Linked DNA regions of Mus musculus: all the other regions are linked to region 2. A link is a contact called in public promoter capture Hi-C data. All regions are on one chromosome and are shown on one strand. The core of a region is the stretch at or near the end of the contact, and the rest is flanking DNA. Distances in the headings are between cores, read along the strand shown. Region 1 holds the start of Dusp18 (dual specificity phosphatase 18). Region 2 holds the start of Xbp1 (X-box binding protein 1). Region 3 holds the start of Mtfp1 (mitochondrial fission process 1). Region 4 holds the start of Ccm2 (cerebral cavernous malformation 2). Region 5 holds the start of Tbrg4 (transforming growth factor beta regulated gene 4). Region 6 holds the start of Tbc1d10a (TBC1 domain family, member 10a).

Region 1 (2,781 bases), core at 193-2,692, 1.6 Mb before region 2:
ACTTATACTAAACTCAGTCTCTATTGGTTAGCACATCAGAATAAGATCATCATAAAATACATTCATAGTCAGACAAAACAAAAACAAAACAAAAACAAAAAAACAGAAAACACCACCACCACCAAACCCAACAAACAAAAAGATGTATATTTTGTGACAAGGTCTCGTGTATCCAGGCTGGCCTAGAACTCCCTCTTGAACTGAGAGTGACCTTGAATTTCCAATCCTCCTGCCTCCAGCACCTGAGTGCTTGATTACAATCGTGTGCAACCACGTTCAGTTAAGAAGAAAACAAAGCACCTTTAGGGGGATTCTAATAACGTTCTCCAGTTCATTTTCCTATGAGTTAGGAACAACTGTGGTCAGGCTGTGCTTGCTAATACAAAGGAACGAACATTGAAAGCTACCCAGTTCCACTTTTCTGGTTTTTATGCAGGATGACTCAACATACCCAGGTGCGGATGGGAAGACAGAGTCAACGGTCAGGAATTTACACACAAGTCTAAGTCCTATTTTCAACCAAAAAGAGACTAAATATTTAAAGACCCTCTTTACTTAGTGATGCACCAAATTTATCAAGTAATAAATACTGGTCATTTTTGAAACAAATTGTGTTTCCATAATAAATCCTCTGTAGGACTTGTTACATCCTTGGCTGATGCCGGTTGAAGAAGGGGGACAGGATTGGAGTCAAACATTGGGGAACTGAAGGCTTTTCAAGGACGCTGGAGAATGGGAAGGCCTGGAGTTGCCAAGTCGATTGGAGCCTGAGACCAATTGCAGACGTCAAGCCTACACTACGCCAGGGTCAGGATTCATTCGGAAGGCTAGAAACGGGACAGTGCCTTCGGCCCAGAAAACGGGCTTCTGAAGGTCCTACGGGTTGGCCTGAGTCTGAAAAATCCTGCGATCGGAGACATTGCTGCGATCAGAGGAACATCTAAGGGCGGAGGTTGGGGGGGGGACACGGCTGGAACAAAGTGAGTCGGATTCCCTTACGGGGTCCCGGGTCTGACAACTGCTTTGTATACCCGAGCCACACCTGAATAACAACTTGGGGAGTGGGGACCGCGGCCGCAGGAAGTAGATCTGTGGTTGGACGTGGAGGCCAAGATCCGGCTGGCTGTCCAGTCTCTCGCGCCGGAAGTTCGAACCAGAAGCGGTAGTCTCTTCGGTACCTTTCCTGTAATCCGAGCCCAAGTCCCATTTGACTGAAGGCCTTCTGGGCTGTGTAGCGGTCTCTGACTGGCTAGAGAGCGACTCAGGAAAGCTAGCAAGACCTAAAACCATGGTGGAAAGACACGCGGTCGCAGAGCAACTATCTACACTGGAGTGCGTTGCCTGGGAGACAACCGGCAAGCAGACCGCGTGACAGTCTTTAGGCGTTCTTTGTGAGGCTCTGTTGGGCGTGTTGCCTAGGAGACGAAGGGTGAGTGGGCGGGGCGTGCAGGCGGTGGGTGTAGCAATGGTCCTTCTGGCTACTTGGCGCATTTCTGTGAAGACAGGCAGCCCACCCAGCTTTTCCCAAACGCCTGGGAACTGCGTAGTCCTTCGAGGTACAGAATCAGTCGCGGGGTCCCCCTAAGCCCCGAACTGCCCATTGTTCCGCGAGGAGAAGCCGTTGCTACCAAGGTCCGGAATCATGAAGGGCCCTCTCTTTCTTGGAGAGGGTCGTCCGCGGCTCTGCCCTGAAAGATTTCGGGGGCACTGAGGGAAGGAGGTAAGATTGTTTGAGTCTTGTCACCACGTAGAGAGGCCAAGCTTCCTAGGCTTGTTGTGGCACCTTCCACTCATCTACTTGTGGACTCTGTTCCACGTTTATAACCCAGAATTTAACCAGCGCCCCACCTATATTTGCCAACTTTCTCCAGAAAGTGTAATCCACCAGAAATATCAGCCTTCAGAACTTGCTGTCTAATGATGAACAAAACTGGTTTTCCTCGAGTCTCAGGTTTCACGGCTACAAATTAACTAGATGCCAAAAGCCTGGTTGGTTGTAAAATGTAAAAAATGGAGATGACGTTTCTGTTTCCTCTCCTCCCCTCTCCCCCCCCCTCCCCCTCCCCCTCTTGAAACTCTTGAAAGAGTTCCAGTAGTCTGGTCAGGAACACCACATCTTGCTTCAGCTTCCAGGTCTGCTCTACCATGTCCTACTGTCTGTGATCGCTTCTTACTATCTTTGCAACTCTATAACAAATGCCTTTATTTGTCATTCCCACAAGCTTTGCATTTTAACTTTACCTCTGAAGGGACTGAAGAGAGCAGAAACAAAACCAAATGTCACTTGGAAGTCACATTCCTTGGAAGGCAGGAACAGGGAGACAGAACAGTGGAAAAATAACTGATTGGCCTGAGGTTACCTGAATGACTTTTCATTCTGAGAGGATAAGTTAGGCCATGACCTTATGCTAGCTGAAACTGGCCTGCCTGGGAAATCCTGATTTCTCAAAGGTTAATTTTAAGAAAACAGCTTTGTTTCTGTGACAAGGAAAAAATTAAATCAAAACAAACAAACAAAAAACCCTGTAGTTTGTTTCCTCAGCTCTTTGTTGGGGGGCAGGACCCATAAAGCAAGGGCCCCACCTTTCTCTTCTACCTCCTGAATGCTGCAGTTCCAGGTGACCATCACCAAGGCTCTTTTCTACTTGCTCTCAGTTGACTTTGAGGTCATTAATGTTGGAAGTCACACAGCTGAGCAGAGAACATGAGTTTCCACTAGCTGTGCTGTATGTAGATGACACCAGTCATGTGTGCTGAAAACAGCTAGACTTGCTGGCTGGT
Region 2 (2,904 bases), core at 172-2,671:
CTGTCTTCCGAGAGGCTTCATCCAGTAGCAGATGGAGACAGATGCAGAGACCCACAGCTAAGCATTGAGTTGAGCTGGGAGTCTTGTGGAAGAGATGGGAATAGAACTGAGCAGTGGAAGGGGGTCAAGGATGCCCCAAGGAGACATACAGAGTCAACTAACCTGGGACCATGGGGGCTCACAGAGCCTGGGCCACTGACAAGGAAACCTACAGGAGCTGAACTTATCCCCCCCACCCCCATCTGTAGCAAACGTGCAGCCTGGTCTGTATGTGGGTCCCCTAACAAGTGGAGTGGAGCTATCTTGGTCTCTGTTCCCTGCCATTGGATCCCCTCCGCCTCCCTGGACTGCCTGGTTGGGCCTCAATGGGAGATGTTGTACCTAGTCCTGCTGAGACTAGATGTCCCAGGGTAGGGTGGTATCAAAGAGGTATTCTCTAAGGAGAAGGGGAGGGAGCAATGGGGGGGGGGGATTTGTAAGGGTGGGACTAGGAAGAGGGGGCTATGATTGGGATATAAAGTGAATAAAAAATAAATTATTGGAAATAGGAAAAGGAAAAAAAATACTAATGTAGGGGTGGCTGTGTAGGTGAAAAACGCCCAGCACCCAGGTGAAAGGTTGGCAAGGCTGAGCCTGATCGTAACCCCAGTGGCAGAGAGCAGAGACAAGCAGACCATGGAGGTGTAATGGCCAGCCAGCATAGCCTCAGGGGCAAGCTTCAAGTGCACTGACTCTTATAAGGCGGAAAGCAATAGAAGAGTACACTCTCCCCCACCCCATCCCATCCCCTGAAACCTATTTCCACCCCCTCCTCACTCCCATTCCCTAATGAAAGGAATACTAAAGTCTGGAGGTATATATAGCTCAGTGGTATCTCTAGTTCCACAGTAAAGGGGAATAGTGGAGTGCTAGAGCATTAGGTTCTGGGGTCTGGCTCCAGCACAGCAAAACAAAGACAACAGTGATAAAAGCTCATACCAGAAGAGATCAGAAATAAGAAGAAAAACGAAACCACATGTATTCTCACTATGCAGACTTTATTTACTAATCCCTTACTACATGCTAGCCAAGGCTCTAGTGTTTTCTTTTAAAGTTATTAATTTATATCAATTAATTTATATGAAATAGGGTTTGATCTATAGCCCCAGCTGGCCTAGCTAGACCTCCCTATGTAGCCCAGGCTGCTCTCAAACTGGCAATAAAGTGCTGAGATTACAAGTGAGTACTACCCTGCTACATTTAGTTTTGCAATCATCTCATTTTCTAAAGACTCATTTTGTGAAAATTTCCCAGGTGTGTGTGTGTGTCCGCTAACCCTAAGCCGGATATGCCACCAGTTCAATTTTCTGCTGTACTGGGAAGTGGGGGGGGGGGGGGGACGGGACGGGGGACGTAGCGCCGGACATTAAAATGGGGTCGGGCTAGGGTAAAACCGTGAGACTCGGTCTGGAAATCTGGCCTGAGAGGACAGCCTGGCAATCCTCAGCCGGGGTGGGGACGTCTGCCGAAGATCCTTGGACTCCAGCAACCAGTGGTCGCCACCGTCCATCCACCCTAAGGCCCAGTTTGCACGGCGGAGAACAGCTGTGCAGCCACGCTGGACACTCACCCCGCCCGAGTTGAGCCCGCCCCCGGGACTACAGGACCAATAAGTGATGAATATACCCGCGCGTCACGGAGCACCGGCCAATCGCGGACGGCCACGACCCTAGAAAGGCTGGGCGCGGCAGGAGGCCACGGGGCGGTGGCGGCGCTGGCGTAGACGTTTCCTGGCTATGGTGGTGGTGGCAGCGGCGCCGAGCGCGGCCACGGCGGCCCCCAAAGTGCTACTCTTATCTGGCCAGCCCGCCTCCGGCGGCCGGGCGCTGCCGCTCATGGTACCCGGTCCGCGGGCAGCAGGGTCGGAGGCGAGCGGGACACCGCAGGCTCGCAAGCGGCAGCGGCTCACGCACCTGAGCCCGGAGGAGAAAGCGCTGCGGAGGTGGGCCCGGCGGGCAAGGCTGGGGCGCGGGGCGGCAGGACTGGGATTGGGACTCTCTCGTGTGTGCCAGCTGGTGGGCTCCGTACGGTGGGTTAGATTCACCTCTAGTGTCTAACCTGGGAAGCGGAGCTGAGGGGGATGCCCCTCCGAAGGTCTGCGTCGGGGGTGTGTGCAGGAGCTCCCGACACAGGCACAGAAGAAGGTGCCCGACGCCCAGTCCTCTGTAAATGCTCGCTCTTTGTGGTCGTAGGGTAGGAACCGCTCCAGCTGTCATTGCAGCCACTTGGGAACCCCACCCTGGGAACCGAGTCCACAGCGTCCGGCATCCCGAGAGTTTGGCTTGGGGAGGGACAGTTGGTAGCGTCCCCGCCGCCTTCACGGATATCGCTCTAGCAAGGAGCCTGTGGGACGGAATTGGACCCAGAAAGTAGCGGGGGAGGAGGGAAGAAGCATATGACGCAACGGGAATGTATCAGCCCGGTGGTAAAATGAGATCCGGGTGGACAGCCGCACGGGAGAGAATCAAGCAAGTCTTCAAGGCCTGTGGATAGAAAGCAGCGTGTGTATGCGTGTGCGTGTGCGTTTTGATAGGAGCTTTAAGCGTGTTTACTTGCTAAGCCTTATTCTGTAAAGTCAACGAAAGCACCAGCTGGCCACGTCTACAAATGAAGACACATGAAAGCTGGAGATGACTCAGTTATGTTCCCTGTCTCCTCCCCAAGGAAACTGAAAAACAGAGTAGCAGCGCAGACTGCTCGAGATAGAAAGAAAGCCCGGATGAGCGAGCTGGAGCAGCAAGTGGTGGATTTGGAAGAAGAGGTAAAGGGACTTCAGGCCATGCTTTCATCCCATCCATATCAGGGCCCATCCTAAACTGCTTCAGCCCTTTAGAATACAACCCAAAGTGCCATTTAAAGTTTAAC
Region 3 (2,700 bases), core at 192-2,691, 1.4 Mb before region 2:
GCCAGGGCCATTCTGGTGTTGCGGCCTGCTTCAGGGCTTGGCACCTGAAAGGTACAAAGACATTTAGCCCAGCTGGGGCAGAGGTAGGAAACCTATAGACAGAAGCATGCCGGTGGACCAAGGAGGAAGAACATGCGGAGGTAGTAGGGTAGAAGGCAGCTGGGTGGAGGACTGGGCTGTACTACATTCAGGGTTGGGGGTGATTTGCCCACATCCAGGAGAGGTACCAACTGTCACCTCCTACCCAAATGGTTTGGTCGGGTGGGGATGAACAATCCTACAAACAAGATTAGCTTATGGACTGCACTATGAGACGCTAACGGGGATAGGGCTGTCCCCACTGCAAGACTGCATACCACCCACACTAGGATGGGTTGGAAAGGGTTAATTAACACTCACCTCTCCTGCCTTCTTGCCTTTGTCTATGGCATCGGCCAGGACATAGGAGCTGGACACACCATAGCTCAACCACACCACAGCTGCAGGAACCAGCGAGCGGAAAGCCTCCCCCACCTCATTGGCGTAGCCTGGAGGGAAAAGGCATTTAACTCTCTGGCCCTTTCCACAAGGGGGCGCTACACAGAAAGCTGCTTCTAACCCTAACCTCTTAAACTACAGTGCGGCAGGTGACCTCAGTCAAGTAACTTTACCTTTTGGTTTCTAGGCCCGCGGACTGACACCGACAATGAAGTTCATGGCTCACTGATCAAAGTCCCCAGCCGTGGTTCTGGGGATCTGCACCAGGGAGGCGACCGGAGGCCACCGAATCACTGAGGGTGGGCTCCACTGACCAGTATCAAGTGCCAGGTCTTTTAAGGCCTTACCTCAGCCCGCTCTTACAGTCAGCACCCGACAGGAGTGCCTCGCATTCAGCCCTTTTTACAGAAGAGAAAACTGAAGCTTAGGAAGAGCCTGGGAAAGGCAGACTTGCTAGGAGTCCAGATCCTCTGACGCCATGGCTAGTGCACGGTCATGGCAGAGGGCAACCCACACACTCGGTTTGTGCCTCCAGAAGAGCCCCGTGGACAGATCTGAACCAACAGGGTTGTGTGACCTTGGACAAGTCCCTAGCCTTCTCCTGAGCCCTGTCTCCAGGCCAAGCCGAATAAGAACTAAGCCCCTTTTCAGACTCCAGATCGGCAACCCGGTCCATTGCTTCCCCCCCCCCCCCGCCCCCAGCCCCTCCGGAGTGGTGGGGTCGCTGCGTCTGTCACTCCCACGCTCACCCAGGTAGCGCACCCACGTGTCCCGGTAGAGGTCGCGCTCGGCGCCCTGCCGCTGCTGCTCCGACATGACTTCCCCGGCAAGGTTGGAGTCGCTGCAGATTAGAGTCTCACCACAACTGTGTCTCCACTAGCACTTGGCTAACACCAGGCAAGAACCCGCCAGTAGTCCGAGGCTGAAGGACGGGTCCCGCTATCGCTAACGCCACTGCAGGGAGTGTCTGAAAATTGCCTTATACAACATCCAAGCCCCTCTCCTAGGCTTGGGTTTTGCAGACAGATGGTCTTGTTTTCTCTGAGCAGTTAATGCAAAACTCTCCCAGACATGACTAGTTTTTGGAGTTAAATAGGTCAGAGTTCCAATCGGAGAATGGAATCTTCTTAGGTGTGCGGCTTCTAGGAAAGGTGTATTTCTCTGAGCCGCGGTTCGTGTGTAAATGGGAGGCGTGCCAACATTCACTGCCTTAGACAGTCGCAAGGACTAATTAATTATAACAGTCATCATGTGTCCAGTAGACTCAAGTTTGCTTCCTTAAGCTCTGGCACTAGCGTAGGGTCCTACTTTACAGTAGGGAAATAGAGACACAAAGAGGACAGCCACTCTCCTGACTCATGCAACTGTTAAAATGGAAAAGGGAGCTAGGGAGTTATTACAAGGGGCAAAAGCACTCTGAATCCTCTGGGATTTCAGAGGGGCAATGCTATGGCCCCTAGAGACAAATCCTACTTGGGCCGCCTAGTAGATGTAAGCCACTTACACACACACACACACACACACCGCCCCTCCCCCCACTCCCCACCCCGGTCCCAACGACCACGTCTGTAAAGCAAAATGGGTGAGAATGGAGAGATGGCTCAGTGGTTAAGAGCGCTTACAGCTCTTCCAGAGGGCCGGAGTTCCAGTCCCAGCATCTACACGGGTGTCTCACAGCCATCTGTAACTCCATCTCGGGGGAATCTGACACTTCTGGTTTCCACAGGCAGCACCCACCTCCCCCAAACACACACACCTATACATTCACACATGAGACACACAGATAAATTCAAATAAATATGGCCTTAAATCTCTTATAAGCCAGGCATGGTGTTGCATGCTTTCATCTCAGAATGTAGGAGGCAGAAACAGGTAGTATTATGTGCGTTCGAGACCAGCCCTGTCTACACAGGGAGTTTCAGGCCTGGTTGGAGGCTACACAGTACAAAAAATATCCAGCTAGGTAAGAACAGGGTCTTATCTAGCTTTGCACAGTTCTTTTAGCTTTTTTAGATCCGAAAGGTGTATACCGACTCCCTTCGGAAGCCAGTGTTTTCAGCCCGTGTCTTCTTGAAACTTGTGGGTCACCGGGGACTGAGCCCGGCGCGGGTGGGAAGGTAGAGTGCTGGAGCGGAATTAGGAGACGGTCCCTAAAGCCACGTGACGCTAACCCTCGGCCTCCCTCCCATTTAGTACCCGCTGCGCCGGTCACCGCGGGAGAAC
Region 4 (2,758 bases), core at 136-2,635, 1.0 Mb after region 2:
ACAAATGAAAATAAAATAAAAATAATTTTAAAAAATCTATAACTTTACTCTGGCAGGGCCCGAATGCCCGTGCTCTTGTAATTTTTACCTTCCTGATGTACCAAGGGTAGGAGAGAATAAAGCTTTAAAATTTTACACACACACATTACACATAGTTTTGGCTTGGGTGTGAGATTAGTGAACATAGAGGCTTGGGTGGACCATAGGGTCCATAACTTTCCAGGGAACCCACAGCCATACCCTGTGAACTGCCTCTCAGCTATCATGTTTTAAATTTTATTTTCATTAAACATTTCTTCTTAGAGGTGTAGATCTGGAGGCGAAGGAAGTTGAACTTGAGCCTTAGAGCATGGATATGATGACCTGGCCATTGTGAACCCTGATTTCCTTATACCTTCCAGCTTCCCAAAAGCACCTTTGCATTTGTGTGTGGGTGGCTGAAGCCTAGATTAGAAACACCATAAACTCAGGAATGTGAATATCCATCAGAATGCTTTTTTTTTTTTTTTTTTTTTTTTTTTTTCGAGACAGGTTTTCTTTGTATAGTCCTGGAACTCACTCTGTAGACCAGGCTGGCCTCAAACTCAGAAATCCGCCTGCCAAATGCTGGGATTAAAGGCATGCGCCACCACTGCCCAGCCAGAATACTATCTTCAAGATGTTTTAGGACAACCCATACAGACAACAGGTTGCATACACTACCTAGAAGGTTGCTGTTGGCAGCTATTGTACATTTTTGGATTCTTTTATGAGACTCTGGTCCAACGGTTGATCCTGAACTCATTTTCCTGTCTCTAGCAGCCAGGTGCTATGATTACACAGGAGTGCGCCGCCACGCCCAGCCAGAATAGAAAGTTACTAGAAAAGGGTTTCCTTGTGGCTCAGAGTAAAAAGAGAGGGATGCCAAGTGGCAGCGCGCCCAGAACCCGGATTGGAGACTGACTCTGTCCCTTCCCAGGGGCATGTGGCCCGCCTCCCTAATCGCGAGGCAGGCTGGGAAGTCGGCCACCCTAAAGATGGCGGCAGAATTGAAAAGTTGGAGCCACTCCCGCGCGGCCCTGAAGGGTTCGGGAGAGCTAGGGATGGGGGGGGGGGTACTGGGGCGCCTTTCCAGAGGGGATGGGAAGGACTGGGGTAGGCAGGTGTGCTCCTCCCGCCCTGAGGAGGCATGGAGGGGCCCGGGGTGACCCTGGGTCTCTTCAGGGGCTTTGGGAAAAACAGGGAATCGCCCTTCTTGGTATCGCCCTCCTTGGGCCCAGCGAGTGCCTCTAGGCGGAAGTGCGGGAGCGCCGAGGCAGTGGGCGGGGCGTGAGGGGGCGGGGTCTCCGGAGTGGGCGGGCTCCCTAGGTCCGGAAGTGCGGGTGGGGCGCGGCCGGGGCGGAGACTGCGGGCGGGCCGGCGGCGCGGTGAGCGCGGGGGTGGCGGGCCCAGAGCGAGCATGTAGCGGCCGCTGGCAGTGGGGCTCCCGGGGCGGGCCGCGGGGGCCGCACGCGGCGACATGGAGGAGGAGGGCAAGAAGGGCAAGAAGGTGAGCGCTCACCGGCGCGTCCTGCCGCCGGGCCGGGGCGTGGGGTGGGGGTCCCTCGGGGTGGGCGGGCGGGCGGGCGGCTGAGCGGGCAGGGACAGCGGTCAGGTGGGCCTGCGGCTCCCGGAGGAAGTGCCGCGCCTTTCCGGTGGGGGCGTCCCCTTTGCCGCTCGCCCCCGGCCTGCTCCAGACGGCCTGTCAGGGGGCCCGCCTTCCCCGCGCGCCGGCCTGGGGCCACAAAGGAAGTGGGCCCAGTGAGGGGCCAGAAGGTGGCCTGGGCTGGAACTTGGGCCACTGGGCTGTGCCGTGACCGGCGAGGCTTTTGCTGCCCACTTGGCTTTGTTTTTGGATGTCCAGTAAAAGCAAAGATGGACTTAGCTTTTCGGCGGGTTCTCTCGTCGACTGTCGCTCCTATTTAATACCACTGAGTGATTTTAGTGACGTTATGTTTGGCAGTAAGATTTAGGACATGGTTCAAGAGGCTCCTTCGTTTCTGTAGTTTAAAAATGTGGCTTTAATTACAGGCTTGAGTAGTTGATAAAGAACATTTTAAGAAGCCTGGGAAGACCATGTGGGAATGAACCGCTTAAACTGCCTTTAAAGCGAAAAGTGGGCTTTGATAAAATGTATCCCTTTCAAATAAATGCTTTGCAATCTTCATGTTTGCCTGTCATTTTCATTTGATAAATGTGTGCACGTTGTGGACAAGTTTAAAACAGACTTTGATGTCCTAGCTCAGCACCACCCGGCCTCCTTGTAGCCTTTAATTGGCCACACCACTCACCACCTTGTTTTAGGAGGTGTCCCATTTTTCAGAAAGTCTTACTTGAAATAGAGTGGCCAGGTGGCCTTCAGGGAATCCAGGCCAGCAGCGCTGCCCCCACTTTCTTTTGTTTGAAGACAGAAAGTTGCACTTGTTATTTAGATGTCCTGTCAACTTGTTACCTCCAAAGATGGTTTAAAGCTGGGAAATGGGCCCAACAAAGCAATTCAGCCTACAAGTATAGAAGGGGTTTGAGCATTGTAAAAGGACTTAGCTAGAAAAGAGGGTGCTGTTGAGGAAGGACTTGGCCCAAGTGTGGCTGATGCTGAACCGTGCCAGCTGGTCTTTGCAATGCCAGTAGCCTACATCCCTGGAGACATTGTATTTGTCTCACACTCTAAGTGCCCTGTAAGACACCTGGCCCACGTTCTTGTTTGGGACAAATTGCCTGGCGGTTTATGTTGTCTTGT
Region 5 (2,700 bases), core at 160-2,659, 1.1 Mb after region 2:
ACTGCCTGTAACTCCAGCTCCAGGGACCTGACTCTCTCCCGGGCTGTGTGCCTGCATGTGTCCCCGTGTTCACTTATATACATAGAAAGAAACAAGACTACAATTACTTTACATAGCTAAGGATGACCTTGAACTTCTCTATTCCTCTTGCGGCCACCTCCCAAGTGCTAACATTAAAGATAGCCAATCACTCCTGGTTTATTCAGTGCCGAAGATCAAATCTAGGCCTTTATGTGAGCTAGACAAGCAGTTCCAACTGAGTCACACCCCAGAACCCTTAAAGCAAAACTCACAAATTGAATCGATCACCGCAAACAAGCCCTAACACCACCCAGAGTCACCACCTTGCCAATCTTAATCCAACCCCTACAATACAGGCTCTGTTCCAACTACACTTCACACTTTTATCTCACAATGCAAAACTGGCTACTGCGTTCTCTGCCAATCACAGGGCACGGCATTGCCTTTTTCTAAGTCCTGCAAAATGTTACCTTTTTCGAGAACACGCTACATAACCACATGACGTTTCTTTCGGCAAGTCTGCCAGTCTTGTTCCCTAAGGTGAGATAGAACCAAATGAGACAAGTTACTGGACTTTGCTTCAACTAAAGGAGAAAACACCTCAATTTTTTCTGCTTCCGGGATTCGGGTATATAGCTAGCTTAATTTTACTGTTATGTGAACACATTACTGCAGCTGTAAAAAGATTAGCTTAATTATACTTACACGGAAATAAAATATGGTTCAGAAGGGGGACATCTGCCCAAACCCAATATCCATCACTTACTGAACCCAGACAGTAAAGAAGCGCTGGAGAGCCGGGCGTGGTGGTGCACGCCTTTAATCCCAGCACTTTGGAGGCAGAGGCAGGTGGATTTCTGAGTTCGAGGCCAGCCTGGTCTACAGAGTGAGTTCCAGGACAGCCAGGGCTACACAGAGAAACCCTGTCTCAAAAAACCAAAAAAAAAAAAAAAAAAAAAAAAAAAAAGCACTGGCAAACTACCGATTTTCAAGACCTGCGACTAAGTAAATATCGACCCTGAAACCTAAAATGCAGAAACACGAAAAGTGACTGGCAGGGGACGCCAAGGGTCACTGCGGGCAGCGGAGCTTCCCGGGATAGGCCTCGTGTCTACCGCGGGCCGAGGAGCGCGTGCGCAATCGCAGCCCGGAACCGAATTTGCAACCGAACAGCGCCCTTGGGGCACGGTGTCGAGAGTCCCTTTCCTGGCTCCCCCCACAACAGCCCCGCCGGTCCTTACTAACTGCTGCCCTTCCCAGCCACGCTTCCCGTCTCGGATACCCACGTTCAGAAACCCGGTCTCTCCAGGACGCCAGACTGCGGCGGCGATCACCCTCACTGACCTCCATCAGCCTACGGCCTCCACGCGGCCTGGCGCGCTCACTGACGTCACTGGCGCGCCGCCGGAAGCTAGGTGGCCCAGTGCTCCCGGACGGAGGCCACGCCCTCCGCCCCTTCCGCAGTCGCCATCTTTGTTGCGCTCAGGCTTCCGGTACTGGGAAGTGTAGTGAGATCCTGGTCGTGGGAAACGTAGACGGGAAGGAGAGGGTGAATTCTACACGGCAGGGCACGTCGGGCCAGAGTCTCCTACTTGTGCGGAGTTTGGGTAGCGACTCTGATGTCAGCCCGTTCTGCCCCACTCCCTTGGGCCTTTCACAGGTCCTGTAGGAGAGGCGTGAGTTGGGACCGCCGTGTTGACTTTGGGGTTCGGGGCGGGAAGGCATTGCCAGGTGTCGGGTAATTACAGAGAAGCGAGTTGTAGCTCCAGCTGAAGGTCTTTTCGGAAATGCAAGCAGTTTGTCTAGATTAAACAAGTAAAGGACATACCGTATACAACGGCACACCGATAAATTGCTGTAATCTCAGTAATGGAGGCAGGAGGCCGAGGGCTAGCCTGTACTACTGTGGAGGCCCTGCATCAAGAAGCAGAATAGCCGGGCGTGGTGGCACACACCTTAAAACCCCAGCCAGGAGACAGGAAAAAGGATCTTTGAGGTCGTGGCTAGCTTGGTCTACATACCAAGTTTAGGACAGCCGGGACGACCTGGAGAAGGCCCTGCCTTAGCGCACGGCAGGACTGAGGAGATAGTACAAAATGCTGGGTAGGATGGTTGGGAGGTGAGTTTTCCCAGTAATCCCAGTGCTAGGAAACCACAGACGGCATCTCTGGGACAAAGGTGTATGTGTGCATGAAGAGATCACAGGAAAACTTGGGGAAATTTGTTTCTTCCAATCATGTGGGATCTGGGAATTGAACTCACAGTCAAGTGGCCCCTAAACTAACTGTCTGTTTTCCTAGACAGCGTTTCTCCTTGTAGCCTTGGCTGTTTTGGAACTCGCTGTGTAGACCAGGCTGGTCTTGAACTCACAGAGATCCCCCTCCTTCTGCCTCTGGAGTGCAGGACAAAAGACATGCCCCACCCCCACCCCCAGGTCCCCACTAAGTTATCCTGCTGGCCCTAATTTTGTAGAAAGGAAAATTTAACTTAAAATTTTCCTTGAAAAATCTTTATGTTTGTAAGAGTGTATTACTTCTCTCCTTTGTGGCTAAAATCAAGCGTAAACGCTGGTTCTTGTTAATAAAAGATTGCTGAATTATCCAGGGAAGCTTCTCTTGCTTTAGCCTTACAGTAGCTAGCATTATATTGCCACACTAGCTTTACCTTGGTGGTTCTTGT
Region 6 (2,776 bases), core at 184-2,683, 1.3 Mb before region 2:
TCTCTATTTGACCAGGTAGCATTATTTTCATTTTTCTTCGGTAGAATTTCCTAGGAGGAGGATGCAATGTTTGCACAACTCTGTACGGATGCTAAAGAACCATGGGACTGTACCTTTTTTTTTTTTTTTTTTTTTCGAGACAGGGTTTCTCTGTGTAGTCCTGGCTGCCCTGGAACTCACTTTGTAGACCAGGCTGGCCTCAAACTCAGAAATCTGCCTGCCTCTGCCTCCCGAGTGCTGGGATAAAAACCACCACGCCCAGCTTTGTACTTTTTTTTTTTTTTTTTTTTTTGAGATAGGATTTTTATTTGTAGCCCAGTCAGTCTGTCCGGAACTTGTAAACTGTTTTAGCCTACAGAGTACAGGCATCTGTTATCATGCCTAATTTATCTTTAATTTTTATGTATTTGTGCATGTGTAGGTGTGTCGGTGGGGTGATGGAATTTAAATATAGGAAGTATGTATATACCTTAAATAGATGGAAGTGGTGGTATGCTAACCATATTTCAATAAAACTATTGGGGAGTCAGGCAGGATAGCCCACATCTGTAATCCCAGCACTTGGGAGACAGGGAGGGCCCTAGACTACATAGTAAAGTCAAAGCCACTTTGGAGACCCTATCTCAAAGAAAAACAATACAAATCAACCCTCACCAGAAAGGTGTTGGGAAGAAAAAGGTAGAGCTTAGGTCTGATATATATATATGTGTGTGTGTGTGTGTGTGTGTGTGTGTGTGTATGTGTATATATATATATATATATATATATATATATATATAATTTGGTTTTGGGTTTTGGTTTTTCGAGACAGTGTTTCTCTGTGTAGCCCTGGCTGTCCTGGAACTAACTCTGCAGACCAGGCTGGCCTCGAACTCAGAAATTCGCCTGCCTCTGCCTCCCAAGTGCTGAGATTAAATTAAAGGCGTGAGCCATCTTGCCCGGCTGTTCTGTATTATTCTTATAGGGTCTCCCACGAGCTAATTTGCATCCCCCTAAGCAGAACAGCCAGGTGGTTCAGATCCCTAAGCCCACTTGCGTCTCATCACTGTTCTTGAAAATGACCTGGCGAAGTAGCGCTACCCACGACCCTGTTTCCCATGGAGGCAGAGACCTTAGGACCTCTAGGGAAGCCCTAGACCTTCTGCCAGAGAGCAGCAGCAGGTGACACACCAGCTCCGGGCCAACCCGGAAAAGCCAGACGAGCTAGTCCAGGTGAGTTTTTGTGATTGGCAGCCAGGGAAGGCGGGCCCTTGGTGACGGTTGTCCCGCCCCCTCACGTCGGTCCACTTGGCGCCAGGCTGGAGGAGGGGCGAGGCTCGGGACCCTCGGCACCCATTGGGCGCGTGGTGGGAGCTCCCTGGGTATCCGCCCCCAGCTTTGTGGCAGCCAATGGGCACAGTGCGTGGGAGGGGCGTCGGCAGCGTCGGCGGAGGCCGGGCGGCTCAGGCGGCTGAGGTGGCCGCTGGCGCTCTGGTGGCGGGCGCGGCCGATATGGCGAAAAGCAGCAGAGAGAATGGGCCGCGCGAGCCCGCAGCAGGCGGGAGCCTGTCTGGGACCCGGGAAAGCCTGGCCCAGGGCCCCGACGCCGCCACCGCCGACGAGCTGAGCTCGCTCGGCTCCGACTCGGAGGCCAACGGCTTCGCCGAGCGCCGCATCGACAAGTTCGGATTCATCGTGGGTTCGCAGGGCGCCGAGGGCGCGTGAGTAGCTCTGGGGTCTGGGCCGGGCGCGGGACCAGCACAGGCGTGGGCCTGACCCACCAACGTGTCTCCACTGTCCCAACCCCACAGATACGCCGCAAGCGGCAGCCTACTTTCTACCTACGAACAGAAAGGCCATTCCCTTCCTCCTGGTCTTCCCCAAACCGACTGATCCATACCCTCCAAGGAGAGTATCCCCGATGGGGGTTTCCCATCTCCAGCTCATAATCTCGCAGGTTACTCTGGCCTTAAAGCTTTGCCACCCCCTGACACGCGCACAGATGGCTGCCCCATACTTTGCCCACAGCTATTCTCCATCTCCCCCTACCCCACAGAATCCTTGTCTCGCCACCTCAGTATCGGCACCCCAGGAAATCTTAAGACTTCAGGACTCCGAGCTATTCCAGGTCGCGCTAACCCTTACCTCCAGACACATATCTCAGAAGGATTGACACTGGCCAGCCCCCTCCCAGAGGGTCCCATCTTGACTCCCAGTTTCTTTTCATCATGGAAAGGTCTCTCCTCATTACACACCCTCTGCCAAAAGGCAGCTTTGTCCATTGTCACAGGCAACAGGTGGGCCGACACTCCTTCCCAGTAGTTATAGGGCACCTCAACTCTAGGACTCCCCTGTCAGCTTCATCACAGGGGAGCCAGCCAGTAGACTCCCAGGCTGCCGTGTTTATGTCCTTCCTTCCCAAATCCAGATCTAGGACTGGAGAAGGAGGGAGACAGCACCCCACCCTTGAGCTACCAGGTACCCAGCTTTCCATTAGAGAAAGCTGAGGCAGGAGTAACACCTTCCCTCCAAGCTGAGCATGTTGGGCTACAGATTTGTACACAGCAGAACCCCTAGAAGCCCGCCCTCCCAGAGACTGCGGATGCGATCTGGTGGTCTCTTCAGGAAGATGGCCTCTAGATCCTGCTTTCATTCCACTTGTCTTGTGATAGGAGACTAGCGCCATACCCAGAACTGACAAGCCTCCCTGTCATAGTGTACCTCCCAGTTTATAGAGCCTCACAGGCACCATGGAAGCCCTACGCCAGTATATATTCTCCCTCTCCTCTGACTGATT

Evidence for each region. Promoter capture Hi-C pulls out the DNA fragments that hold promoters and counts their contacts.
Region 1: a promoter capture Hi-C map of embryonic stem cells shows a contact between it and region 2, with 4 times the contacts expected there. The contact joins the promoter of Dusp18 here to the promoter of Xbp1 in region 2. A contact is called at or near these places in 2 of 39 promoter capture datasets (embryonic stem cells and liver).
Region 3: a promoter capture Hi-C map of liver shows a contact between it and region 2, with 5 times the contacts expected there. The contact joins the promoter of Mtfp1 here to the promoter of Xbp1 in region 2. A contact is called at or near these places in 3 of 39 promoter capture datasets (liver and pre-B cells) and 1 of 115 datasets of contacts at active chromatin or transcription factors (astrocytes).
Region 4: a contact with region 2 is called in a promoter capture Hi-C map of pre-B cells, with 3 times the contacts expected there. The contact joins the promoter of Ccm2 here to the promoter of Xbp1 in region 2. A contact is called at or near these places in 1 of 39 promoter capture datasets (pre-B cells) and 1 of 115 datasets of contacts at active chromatin or transcription factors (astrocytes).
Region 5: a contact with region 2 is called in a promoter capture Hi-C map of neutrophils, with 4 times the contacts expected there. The contact joins the promoter of Tbrg4 here to the promoter of Xbp1 in region 2. A contact is called at or near these places in 2 of 39 promoter capture datasets (neutrophils and pre-B cells) and 1 of 115 datasets of contacts at active chromatin or transcription factors (microglia).
Region 6: a promoter capture Hi-C map of liver shows a contact between it and region 2, with 5 times the contacts expected there. The contact joins the promoter of Tbc1d10a here to the promoter of Xbp1 in region 2. A contact is called at or near these places in 5 of 39 promoter capture datasets (embryonic stem cells, erythroid cells, liver and 1 more).

What each region holds. Positions count from the first base shown.
Region 1 is chr11:3,893,798-3,896,578 of GRCm38.p6, forward strand. Dusp18 (dual specificity phosphatase 18) reads left to right here and starts at 1,443. Exons shown (of 2, transcript NM_173745.5): 1 at 1,443-1,720. 4921536K21Rik (RIKEN cDNA 4921536K21 gene) reads right to left here and starts at 1,329. Exons shown (of 3, transcript NM_026150.3): 1 at 1,043-1,329. The coding sequence starts at 1,290.
Region 2 is chr11:5,519,220-5,522,123 of GRCm38.p6, forward strand. It overlaps Xbp1 (X-box binding protein 1), which reads left to right and starts at 1,422. Exons shown (of 6, transcript NM_001271730.1): 1 at 1,422-1,981; 2 at 2,704-2,800. The coding sequence starts at 1,776.
Region 3 is chr11:4,093,990-4,096,689 of GRCm38.p6, forward strand. Mtfp1 (mitochondrial fission process 1) reads right to left here and starts at 1,442. Exons shown (of 4, transcript NM_026443.4): 1 at 1,227-1,442; 2 at 400-527; 3 at 1-44. The coding sequence starts at 1,293. Gm51935 (a long non-coding RNA gene) reads left to right here. Exons shown (of 3, transcript XR_003949843.1): 3 at 665-753.
Region 4 is chr11:6,545,502-6,548,259 of GRCm38.p6, forward strand. Ccm2 (cerebral cavernous malformation 2) reads left to right here and starts at 1,386. Exons shown (of 10, transcript NM_146014.3): 1 at 1,386-1,528. The coding sequence starts at 1,499. It also overlaps the pseudogene Gm24000.
Region 5 is chr11:6,624,658-6,627,357 of GRCm38.p6, forward strand. It overlaps Tbrg4 (transforming growth factor beta regulated gene 4), which reads right to left and starts at 1,410. Exons shown (of 12, transcript NM_134011.3): 1 at 1,308-1,410; 2 at 492-556.
Region 6 is chr11:4,185,400-4,188,175 of GRCm38.p6, forward strand. It overlaps Tbc1d10a (TBC1 domain family, member 10a), which reads left to right and starts at 1,434. Exons shown (of 9, transcript NM_134023.1): 1 at 1,434-1,700. The coding sequence starts at 1,492.